2 separate regions of the Mus musculus genome follow, and region 2 is linked to region 1. A link is a contact called in public promoter capture Hi-C data. All regions are on one chromosome and are shown on one strand. Each heading gives the region's core, a stretch centred on a gene start, on an enhancer-like site or on the middle of the called end of the contact. The rest is flanking DNA. Distances are from core to core; before and after follow the strand shown.

Region 1 (5,247 bases), core at 415-2,914:
GTGGCTTAGAGCCAATGCCCTCTTCTGGTGTGTCTGAAGACAGCAACAATGTACTCATATACATAAAATAAATAAAAATTAAAAAAAAGATTGTCTCTGAAACCAGAAGTACCTACTCTGGCAGTAACCTTGAAGACCTGCGTATGTCAGCTCTATTTTCTCTCTCTTTGAGTAGCTGTTTTTAGGGCTTGGTTCACAAGACTGAATCTCTCAAGGCATGGTGTAAGTGTTTCTTCTCTGTCTCGTTAGCATTTTGTAGCGTTGGGAGCTTGAATGGTACTTTAAGAACTGAAGATTGGATGAATCCTTCATACTCTGCTTCAGCTTTGAAGTTGGGTTTGTTCTCTACCCTTTGCAGTGTTTCCACATGGGGAGCTCTGGAAACACAAAGGGTGGTCCCCTTGCCATGCATGATGTTAGATTCACGTCAGGAGTCACATGCCCTCAGAGAGCCTCATTCTGCCCCCAAATCGTGGGCATATCTATATGTGTGCAGAAACAGTGTCCTACTTCTTCTCCAACACGAGTGGGTAGGACTCAAGCAAGTATCGCTGCTCCATTGTATACTTAGGAGACAAAATTGTTCGGCTTATTGAAGTACAATTTGATTGTGGTGTAAGTTTCAACACTGAGACTCTGAACTGTACTTCACATCCAGAAGTGAGGGATTCAAATGCTGTGGATGTAATGGCTAGATTCTGTTTCTTAGGGAAAGCTGGAAACAGTCATAGTGGACGATTGCTATTTATAAAGCAAACACACGCAATGGTGGAAGGAATTCTTATTATGTTTAAGTGCGAACTAGTGAAAGGCTCCATTTGAGGAAGGAAAGATGAATTATGCTGCAAATATCCTTAAACACAGGAACATGGAGAGTTTTATACAATAGTTTGGTCATCTTAGTAGTTTTTAAAGAGTAAGGTGAGGCTTAAAAACTGTCTGCTAGAGGCCGATTCTAAGGTCAAGATACAAAAAGGTAGTAAATGAGGTAGATAGGGACTCTCCCAGGAATGGCGTTTTCTTCCTAAATGTAAAGGAGGTATTGTGCCCAGAAAAGAAAAGCCCTGCCAGTTGCTTTTGCAACAGCAAGTGAAATCTCTTCTTTGCTTGTTGCAAGGGTATTTGGTTCTTTCTCAGAGGAAATCAAAAGGCTATGGGGATGCTCACCCAGCAAGTAAATCCCCATATTAGGGCTTTATGGTCAGTGTCCGAAGAAACGTTAACACAGAGTTTTTGACTTCAGCATCCAATAGGTGCCTCTGAAGATAGGAAGGAAGGGCGGGAGAAAGTGATGCAAAAGGAGAATGTATTTGGGGAGAAAAGAGAAGAAAAGAAAGAAGAGGAGGGAAGAAAGAAGAGTGAAGCAATAGAACAGGAAGGGAGGAAGGGGAAAAAATGGCTGAGGAAGGAAAACGACAGGTACCAACGGCGGGAGATTTTGCCGAGCATGAAACACTGGGGAAAGTAATGCTCGTTTGCCTTTAATTAGCGTGGAAAAAAAATACATGAAGTGAACAGTTTCCCCCTTTGAAGAGAAACAGAAGGCTCTACCGTTTGAAATTAGAACTGTTTACAAGACAAACTAAGCTACATGCGAACAACACTTTCAGCATTCCTGCACCCAGGCTTGCACCGCATTGTGTAGCCACTTAAGAAAAACTGGCTCCAATTAGGGATCTCCTGTCGAGCATCTTATTTATCAGCTTCCAGAACAGCTGTGAGCCATTCGGAGTGGCACCGGTTTTTCCTCATTACACTCTCCTTAGAATTACAGATGTGCTGAGCGCATCCCTGGGGAACAGCATCCTAGTAAACATATCCTTCTGTGTGTGGGTGGCGGGGGGGGGGGGGGAGAGGGGGGGCTCTAAAATAAGCTTGTGAACACAGGCTGACATGGTCAGTTGAAGTTGGATTAAGGGACTTAATACTGTAAATACCCCCTGTAAATTCTGGGGGAAAGAGAAACCTGCATAAAGAGATTAAGTGTGTGCGGACAAGGAGAGGGAGCTGGTTAAAAGGACACAGTTTTGTTTTTAATAAGCTTTTACCAAAAGTTGTATTGGGAATTGGTAACTGAGGAGCCATCGCTGCAAGTGGGCACTTTGTTTTGACAAATTTATTCAATCAGAGGCTAAGGGAGGAGGCCGAGGAAAGGGAGGGAGTGAATCAACTCATCTCAAGTATTGCACATATGTTTGCTTTGACAGTACAGCAGCTGCCTGCTAAAATCTCGTACAGTGAGTTCTTTTGCTCCTGGAGAATGACTGGAAGGCTCAGAATCTAAGATCGTCCCTTCACCATGACTTGCTCTCAAGAGCAATTCATTCCCAGTGTTAATGGGCACAGCCGGAGCTACATTTATTATTGCTCAAGAGAGGAAAGTTCATGTGTCAGCAGTCGTGGGAGCATCTGGAGAAAAGCAACATGCCACCTAAGATAGAAGAATCTGCAGTGAAAGAAAAAAAAATTAGCCGCGATGCTGAATCAGTCTTTGATTCATTCACATCTCTCTGTAATTGTGACTCTGGGTGTTCCTCAGGCGGTTTTGTTTAAGTTGTGTGTTCTGGTATAGGGAGTGAGAAATCTCTGACACAAATACAGATACAAAATGTACTTGAACATTGGCGGCTTCCTTCCTCTCTTACAGTTGGGAATCCTCTAGATACTGCATAAAGAATCCTAGGTTGACCTACAGAAAGTAGCTCACTTCTGGATTTCAGCAGTGATCAACAGAGCCATATGTTTAAAGAACTTGTCCAGGAGATCTTCAGAAGGCCAGGCTAAATGACTAACTGCTGTCTTTATCCCTTGGGCCTTTAGATCTCCAAAAGCTGTTATGGGAAGTCAGATGACAATGCAGACTAGGATATGTGTTGATTTTGTACTTACTTTTTTTACTTACTTATTGCACACTGTATACAATATCTTGGAAAATAAGACAAGCCTTTTATTTGTACTGAGAAATCCTAACACTAATTATGCTAAACTATTACAGATATGGCCATGGGTTGAACTACTGTGATATGTTTTAGCAAGTGTGTGCTTAGATAATTTTGTTGTTTAGAATCGGAGTGAACATATCACTAACATTAAGCTTAGGTCAATCATTCTATATGGCCTTGCGATTCAAGAAAGAAGTGGGGAAAACATGAGACATTTCTGACTAATGCAGATATTTCATAGTGTACCATTTTGTAATAAGAGTATTCTCTAACAATAAAAACTATTAACTTATCAGCATAAAATATTATTTCTTGGGAATAATTACATATGGTAAACTTTTATGACAGGCAGGAAGTGCATTGAGCGTGACATCATCAGCACCACATACAACTGAGTAATATATTGTACTAGAGCATTGTAGTAACTATGTCCAATGGGTGATAGCAATTTTTCAACTCCAATTATAATCTTTTGGAACTACTATTCCATATGCTGTCAGCCATTAACTACATCATTATGTGGAGAATGATTATATTATTAAACAGGATGAAGCAATAGTATTGAGGTAGGGCATGTTGACTCTGCTTTGGCTATTGTGAATTACTGTGGTACATGTGGGAATGGATATCTTTGACACGGTGCTTTCATTCTGTTGGATATATATCCAGTGATGGCATTACTGAGCTAATAGAACTATAGTTATATGTTTAAATTTTGATGACCTTCCATACTTGAAATCCATTATTCTTGAATTTCAATTCTTGCTTTTTAAAACACAACGCATGACCAAGGACTAAACTCTGTGGCCCACCCTGCACAGGGGAGACTATTCAGTATTTCAAAGGCAGCATCCCTTTGGTCCCTAAAGTACCTCCCTTAAAGAAATTATTGATTTATGTCATCAAAAACCAAGTATTTAAGAAGATGTCTCTGACCTCTGCTAACAGCAAAGTATATGGGTTTCCCAGGAGTCCCAGCTGCAAAAGGATCACTGATTTTTTGACCTTTTGGGATGTTTCATCTCTTTCTCTCTTTTCTTTTTAAAAATTCCCTAATGTCTCAGCATAGAGAAGAGTGTAAAACTGAGGGATGAATGAGGCAAGTTTCTCAGAGTTTGATTGGTGTGCATCAACGCATGGACCTCTCGGGTATATCAAAGTGGAAAAAATGTAAACAAACAAAATTCACTGAGTCTGGACAGATTTCTGGAACCTTCTGTAACAGACTCCACATCTGCTTTTGCTTAATTTTCTTAAAGTGGTTTCAAATGAGCAGTAAACCTGACTAGAAGCCAATCATCAGTGCTGCCTTCCTCTACACAACAGATATTTATTTCAAAATGTTACCTATAGTCTCACATTAGAATATAATTTGCTCATGGGCTTTTAATTACCTAGGTCTAGTTATATATATATATATATATATATATATATATATATATATATACATATATAATGTTTCTTTCAAATAATATCTTATAAAATTGCTTTTGGACAAAATTATTTGGGTGCTAGAGAACTATCTACTTTGTGTATTGAATTTCATAAAGATACCCTGGTGAGAATAAATACAATCTTATATTGTCATTCAATAAAGGGTATAAAAATGTCACTGTCTAAACATGTAAGACTTAGAAAACATTGGAAAACATGAAAGCTAAATTCCATTATTCATCTGAAAATACTTTTTAAAAATGCTAATACATTCATATGATGTATTCATTGTTTTTTGTTGTTGTTGTTGTTGTACAACAAACTTCAAGAGCTCAGTGGCTTATAGGACAGACACCTATCTTATTGTTCACGATTCTGCACATCTCCTGACAATGGCTGGCCTTGGCTTTAGGTTGTAGGTCTATACCCTTGTTTATTCACCTTGGACATGTGGCCACCTGAGAATATGTTTTCCTCAGGACAGATGGCAAAAGGTCTAGAGGCTGTGGCAAGCACTCAGCTCATTTAAAGCCTCTGCTCTTGTCATGTCCCCTAATGGTTTTTTTACAAAGCATGTCAAGTGACCAAGCCAAACGTCAATCGTTTACTGTAACTCTACTATGCAGAGATTGTAAACTTAAATTACCTTAAAGTTTTAATTTAAACTATATACTAAATTACACCATCTATATAGCTAAATAAAAACCTAGCTCAGAGTAGTTGCCATATTTAAAAGTCATAATAAATTCAAGCGTCTCAATCAGACAGTCAGTCCCAAAGAATAAATTTTATTTTATTCTTAGTGTCCATTTGACAATGACATTGATAGAAGTAGGTACTAAGAAACAAGAATTGAAGAAAGAAATTTAAG
Region 2 (5,072 bases), core at 814-3,313, 3.0 Mb after region 1:
CGAGACTGAATGGATGGAAAATCCCACTTTCAAATCTTACATAAATATCTCTTTCGCGCATATAGTTTTCCAGTTGAAATGCTCAAATAATGAAGGTAGAGGTGACAGTCTAGCGAGGGCTTTTAAGCATCCAGATGGCTGTCAAAGTGTTACAAAAGAGGAGAGGAATGTTGAAACGGTCCCAGGCAACCCCAGTTTCTCTATCTGCCTGGCGCTGGTCCCTGATGTGAGAGGATACCGCTCTTGCATACTATCAGAGTTCTTCTCATTCTTTGAAATACAGAGCAAAAAAATAGCTGCTAATCTGGTTAGCAGCTGCGTGGCGCAAAGGGATTGTTGGGACCGTGCCCCCTAAAGAGGAAACTGCTTGCAATCTTCAGAAACCATGGCAAAGTTGAAAAGGCCCCTTCTCCCTCCCAGTTGCTTGGTTATAAGCTCTGCCCTTTAATTGGAGATGAAGTGAGCAGCTGCCAGCCTGATTTTCCATTACAGACTAATGTTGTGCGTTTACGACAATAAACAATTAATGTTGTTTGATTTCTTACGTTTAGCCATCCAAGCTAACAGCTGCCATCTCCGCTCAGGAGGCTAACAGGCTAGTCACTGTCGTGTCTCAAATTGTATGCCTTCAGGCAAGGGGCCACCACCACAAAACTTTGAGAATTTTACAGCATTGGGCAAGGTGAGGTTTTAGTCTTAGGAAGAAGGAAAAAAATCGGAGGAATTGTTGGATACCTGTTGGTATCAGCATCGGAGGCATCACGTTTACCCGGTTTACCAGGCTTGGCTAGAGCCTTAGGAAACCAGGGTAGGTCTCTTATGAACCTGTTACCACGCTGGCGGAACATAGCCAGGAGTCCCTTTCGCCTGCTGTCTGGCAGGGGCGCGGCTGGACCCCCAGGGTTGGCTAAAGCTAAGCACGGAGATCACTGCGAATCTTTATGCACTGTGGGCTCTGGGATAGGGAGAAGTCATTGGGTGCTTGGGAGGGCTGTGGATGCGGGCTCGCTGCTACTGACTGGTCTGTCTGTGGGTCCTAAGCCAGTGCAGAGCAGCATCTTGATGACTACAGAGTGGCTAGGTGGCCCCGGAGCTCCGCAAGTTTGCAGCTGGCACCGCGCCCCCGGGCTGGAACAGACACTTGTGGAAAATCCTGGCGCTGGGGCTTTCGCAGCAGAGCGGTAGCCCTCGGCCCAACCGAGGAGGTCGCCCTCCCACGACTAAGAGGTGGGGACATGCGGAAAACAAGGAACCTGCTCCTCTAGCCTCTCAACGCGCTTTCCTCTCGAGCTCGCTGCCTCCTCTGGGCAGGAGGCGAGTATTTCCCTTTCACCGCACCGACCCCGCAGTGAAGGCGCACCGCTGCAGCAGCGCCTGCCTGCGTCTCCAGGGTGAAACCGACAAGCGACTGCAAAGAAGGAACGGGTGGCGCGGGAACTGGAGGTGGGCAAAATGGGGCTCCGAGAGCAGTTTGCAAAACAGGTTAGGTAGAAGGCAACCCCATCAGCTACAGAAGCAACGAAAGGAGATGCGGCTCGGAGGGTTATCAGTGCTAGCGTTCCTCCATCCCCCAGGTGCGTATGGTGAGTGAGGGCGCGTGGGAATTCCTAAAGGAAGCAATCCCCTCGGCTCTTCCCCGCCCGGAGGCGTACGCGGATAGGGGATAGTACTTACTCAGGTCGGGCTCCGGGATGCGGAAAAGCCTCAAGACTCTGGGTTCATAAATGGCTGGAGGAGCTGAGGGTCAGTTCCCGAGAACAGCTAATGTCCACGAATCCCCGCGCGCAGGGTAATCTCCTCCGGGTCGCGTTCATGCCTCTCAGAGCTGTGGAGCCTGGTGCGGGGATGCGAAGCCGGCGCGCTGGGCTCTGCGTCCACAGCCTAAAAGTACAGCTCCGGTGTTGACGCTCAGGTCTATGCCCAAAGTGACAGTGGCGGAGCTTGGAGGAGGTAGGGAGATTCCAAATCCATCCACTAATTCTGGGCCGAGCGCTCCGGCTTGCGAGCCCGCCTGCCTGCCAAATGTAACTGTGAAGTGATGTGGAAAAGTGAGCCGGGTGCCTCCCCTGACGGATCTCATTGGGCAGAGCTCAGAGGCAGGTCTACCACTTGGAAATTCATGTAAGCAGTCCCCCACCCCGCCCCCTCCCTGCCTTGCCCCTGCGCTCTCCCGCGCTTGGTTTCCACTCCCTTTCCTCCTACCAAGAGTGCGCACAACTTTTCGCTGGTCGCTCACGAGCACGCCCAGCGCGCCTCCGCCGCCGGAGTCACCGGGTGAAGATGAGCCCTTCCAAGCTTTGCGCGCAGCCCGCCGCGCCGCCAAGCTCTTGGATAAAGACTGCTGGCAGATCAGAAAAGGATGCGCAGGAGGTACCCTCCAGCTTTCTCTCTCTAGGTCTCACCTGAGCCCCAAGGCTAACATTATCTTGAAAAGCATCTCAGACGCCCAAAGCTGGTTTCTGTGGAGGGCGAGGATGCGGCAGCGCGTGGACCATTCACCTTTTCCCTCATTCTGAAGACGTCTTGCATAAGGAATTGCATGTTTGCAAGACCACTGCCTGATAAAACTACTGGTTTCATGGGGGTGGGTCGATCAGTCCTAATGCCCTAGGGTTGCTACTCCTTTGGGAGGCGGGGGGGGGGGGGAAGGGACGGAGGGGGGAGATAAGGGACAGTAGAGGCAGTCAAGAGAGATTTGCAGAGAAGTGAATGGGCAGGAAAAGGGTAGAACTTGCTGTGGCCATAAAGAGAGGGTCTGGAAAGCTGTGTCAGAGTGGCTCTGACATGCTGCCCTCCCTCCCCCCTCAGGGGGAGAGTACTGTCCTTGCATCTCCCCTTTTTCTACCAAGTGATGCCCTACCCTTGGATTGCCCAGTCTAATGATAGAATTTCGTAAGCACTCAGTTGTTTTGTTTTTTTTTTAAACAAAACAAATCAAAATCCGCACCCAAGTATAAGCCAATGCATATAGGGGCCACAGACCCATAGACCCAGGTCTCTTTTCTTGTGGCCATCAAGACTAACACGTGGAAATATTCAGCGGCATCGATCTCTGTTTGTCATTTAAACACTGTGAAATACATGACAAATTAAACATCCCTTACCTTTCTTCAAAACTCTCTTCCATGGAAGACAGGGGTTTATCTGTTTTCTGACTCACTAGACTAGACGTGAGCTCTGAAGATGGGTTTTTGACCATCTGGGGACAGAGCTGCAGCAGAAGGGGTGCAGAGGAGCAGACGCACGGGCTGTGGAGCCTGTACTGTCTGACTCGAATTAATGAGACGCAGTGAGCAGAATGGAAAAATAGGCACAATATGCTTATAATACTTATGCAAATTTGGCTTTTTGATGCTGTACCTAACCTCTCACGGTAAAAAGTTGAAGACATTGGCTATCAGGTTATTATCTGTTTGATTCACATTCTCGTTACCCTAAAGAAAGAAACTTGGTAAATTATTTGGGTGGGGGACACTAAAGAAAGAAACTTGGTAAATTATTTGGGTGGGGGACACTAAAGAAAGAAACTTGGTAAATTATTTGGGTGGGGGACAAGGGGTATTTTACCCCTCCAGCAGTTGCTGTTTGTTCTCTATTCAAAGGCTGTGTTCGCTTATGAGGAGGCATTCTGGCTTTGGCTAATTCTGTCTTAGAAAAGAACAGCAGTCAAACTCAATCAAATTATAACTGCCGTTAGACTAGACAGTCCCAAGTGGACAAAGAAATAGATCACACCTTCGGTTGTGCTTAATTTTCAGACATTCATTTTCACTTTGAACAAATGGTCTGAGCCTTTCCTTGGGGTACTTTCTTACATCTAGGAGAAGGAAAAAAAGGTCATATGTTCCTGAAGGCTGCGGATTGTCACAAGTAACAAAGTCATCTCAAAAGAAAAGACTGCCGGAGAGAGGATATCCTCTGATCTAATTTTCCTAAAAAGTAAAACTCAGCTGACAAGCCGAAGGGATTCAGAATCCAATGTCACCAAGTTCAGTTATAAATTTGTTTCAGTCATTGAAGCATGTTTACTCTTGCAATATCAAAGCATGTTATCTTCACTAACTCTTGGACCCCTGAAATTTAAGGTGACCCTATCCACATCCCTAATCTCTATGTGAAGCTCTGCAGTTGGACTTTCCTGACAGTTTCTTAAGGGAGGTCTGGGTGATTAAGAAGTGTGAAAGAGGATTAAGATAATGTTAAAAGCCCTATCAGGATATTTCTAAAATAATCAGGGATGCTGAAAGGCAAAGGCATTTGTCTCTTTCACAATTCCACCCACACTTAATAGAATGCAGTGCAATGTCTTGGTGGTGAGACTGTACTTCCTCAAGAAGGTGTTTTCTTTTCAGCATACTCTCTGGAGTCACACAAGTTCCCCAGGAGGAAGATGGTACTACACCAGCTTTTTCTAATGGTGACCCAAATTGCTTGCCTGGTGGAACTTCATTAGGAAGGATTAGTGAGGAAAGCTTTGATGGGACCAGAGTATAATCGTAGGGCACAATCACATCCACAGACAAAATGGAAACTTATCAGTGGTGGGAAAAGTTGGAGAAGGCCGGATGATCCTATCTGACTCCAGAGACTGCCAGATAGGCAGTTGAGTTCACTGGGATGAAGAGTGGGTAAGATGAAGATAGGCTTCAAGAAGTGATGCTTGTTGGTTTTCACTATGAACTGAAACTTTGTTTAATGGAGACAATACAAAGAAGTGGCTAGTTATTTAAAAGTTTAATCAAAGCCACCAGTTAGTATGCTTATAAGGAAGGGGAACATAGAATAAGGGGAGAGATAACTATACTTTCTCCATTTGAACAGGGAATGGCAGCATATCTACTATTGGCTGAATTAAGATGCACCCTTCTACCCTCTGTTCCCCCTTCAGCACACATTTATAACTAAACTAAAGTAATCAAAAAACAAAAGCAGATGTTTACTATGATATAATGACAGTGAAGTTTGCTTGCTTGGTTGGTTTTCTCCTATTTTAGTCTTTGGTGAACTAATGAACTCGAAGGTTTCTCTCTGATTCTACCAGGTTCAAAACTGTGGAGGGCAGAGTCTGTGAA

The links. Promoter capture Hi-C pulls out the DNA fragments that hold promoters and counts their contacts.
Region 2: a contact with region 1 is called in a promoter capture Hi-C map of hippocampal neurons, with 8 times the contacts expected there. The contact joins the promoter of Cdh8 here to the enhancer-like site in region 1. A contact is called at or near these places in 2 of 39 promoter capture datasets (cranial neural crest and hippocampal neurons), 2 of 484 Hi-C or Micro-C datasets (both in cortical neurons), 2 of 115 datasets of contacts at active chromatin or transcription factors (SST interneurons and embryonic forebrain) and 1 of 9 other capture datasets (liver).

The regions. Positions count from the first base shown.
Region 1 is chr8:96,453,862-96,459,108 of GRCm38.p6, forward strand. No RefSeq gene overlaps it. Among named protein-coding and RNA genes, the nearest start is that of Gm32122, 52 kb to the left of the region's middle. Within about 2 kb of position 1,665, at least 23 of the 459 cell types and tissues checked have an H3K27ac peak or open chromatin away from gene starts, as enhancers often do. A contact at or near this core is called in SST interneurons, cortical neurons and hippocampal neurons, where this site is marked.
Region 2 is chr8:99,414,408-99,419,479 of GRCm38.p6, forward strand. Cdh8 (cadherin 8) reads right to left here and starts at 2,064. Exons shown (of 12, transcript NM_007667.3): 1 at 1,675-2,064. A330008L17Rik (RIKEN cDNA A330008L17 gene) reads left to right here and starts at 2,267. Exons shown (of 5, transcript NR_132435.1): 1 at 2,267-2,370.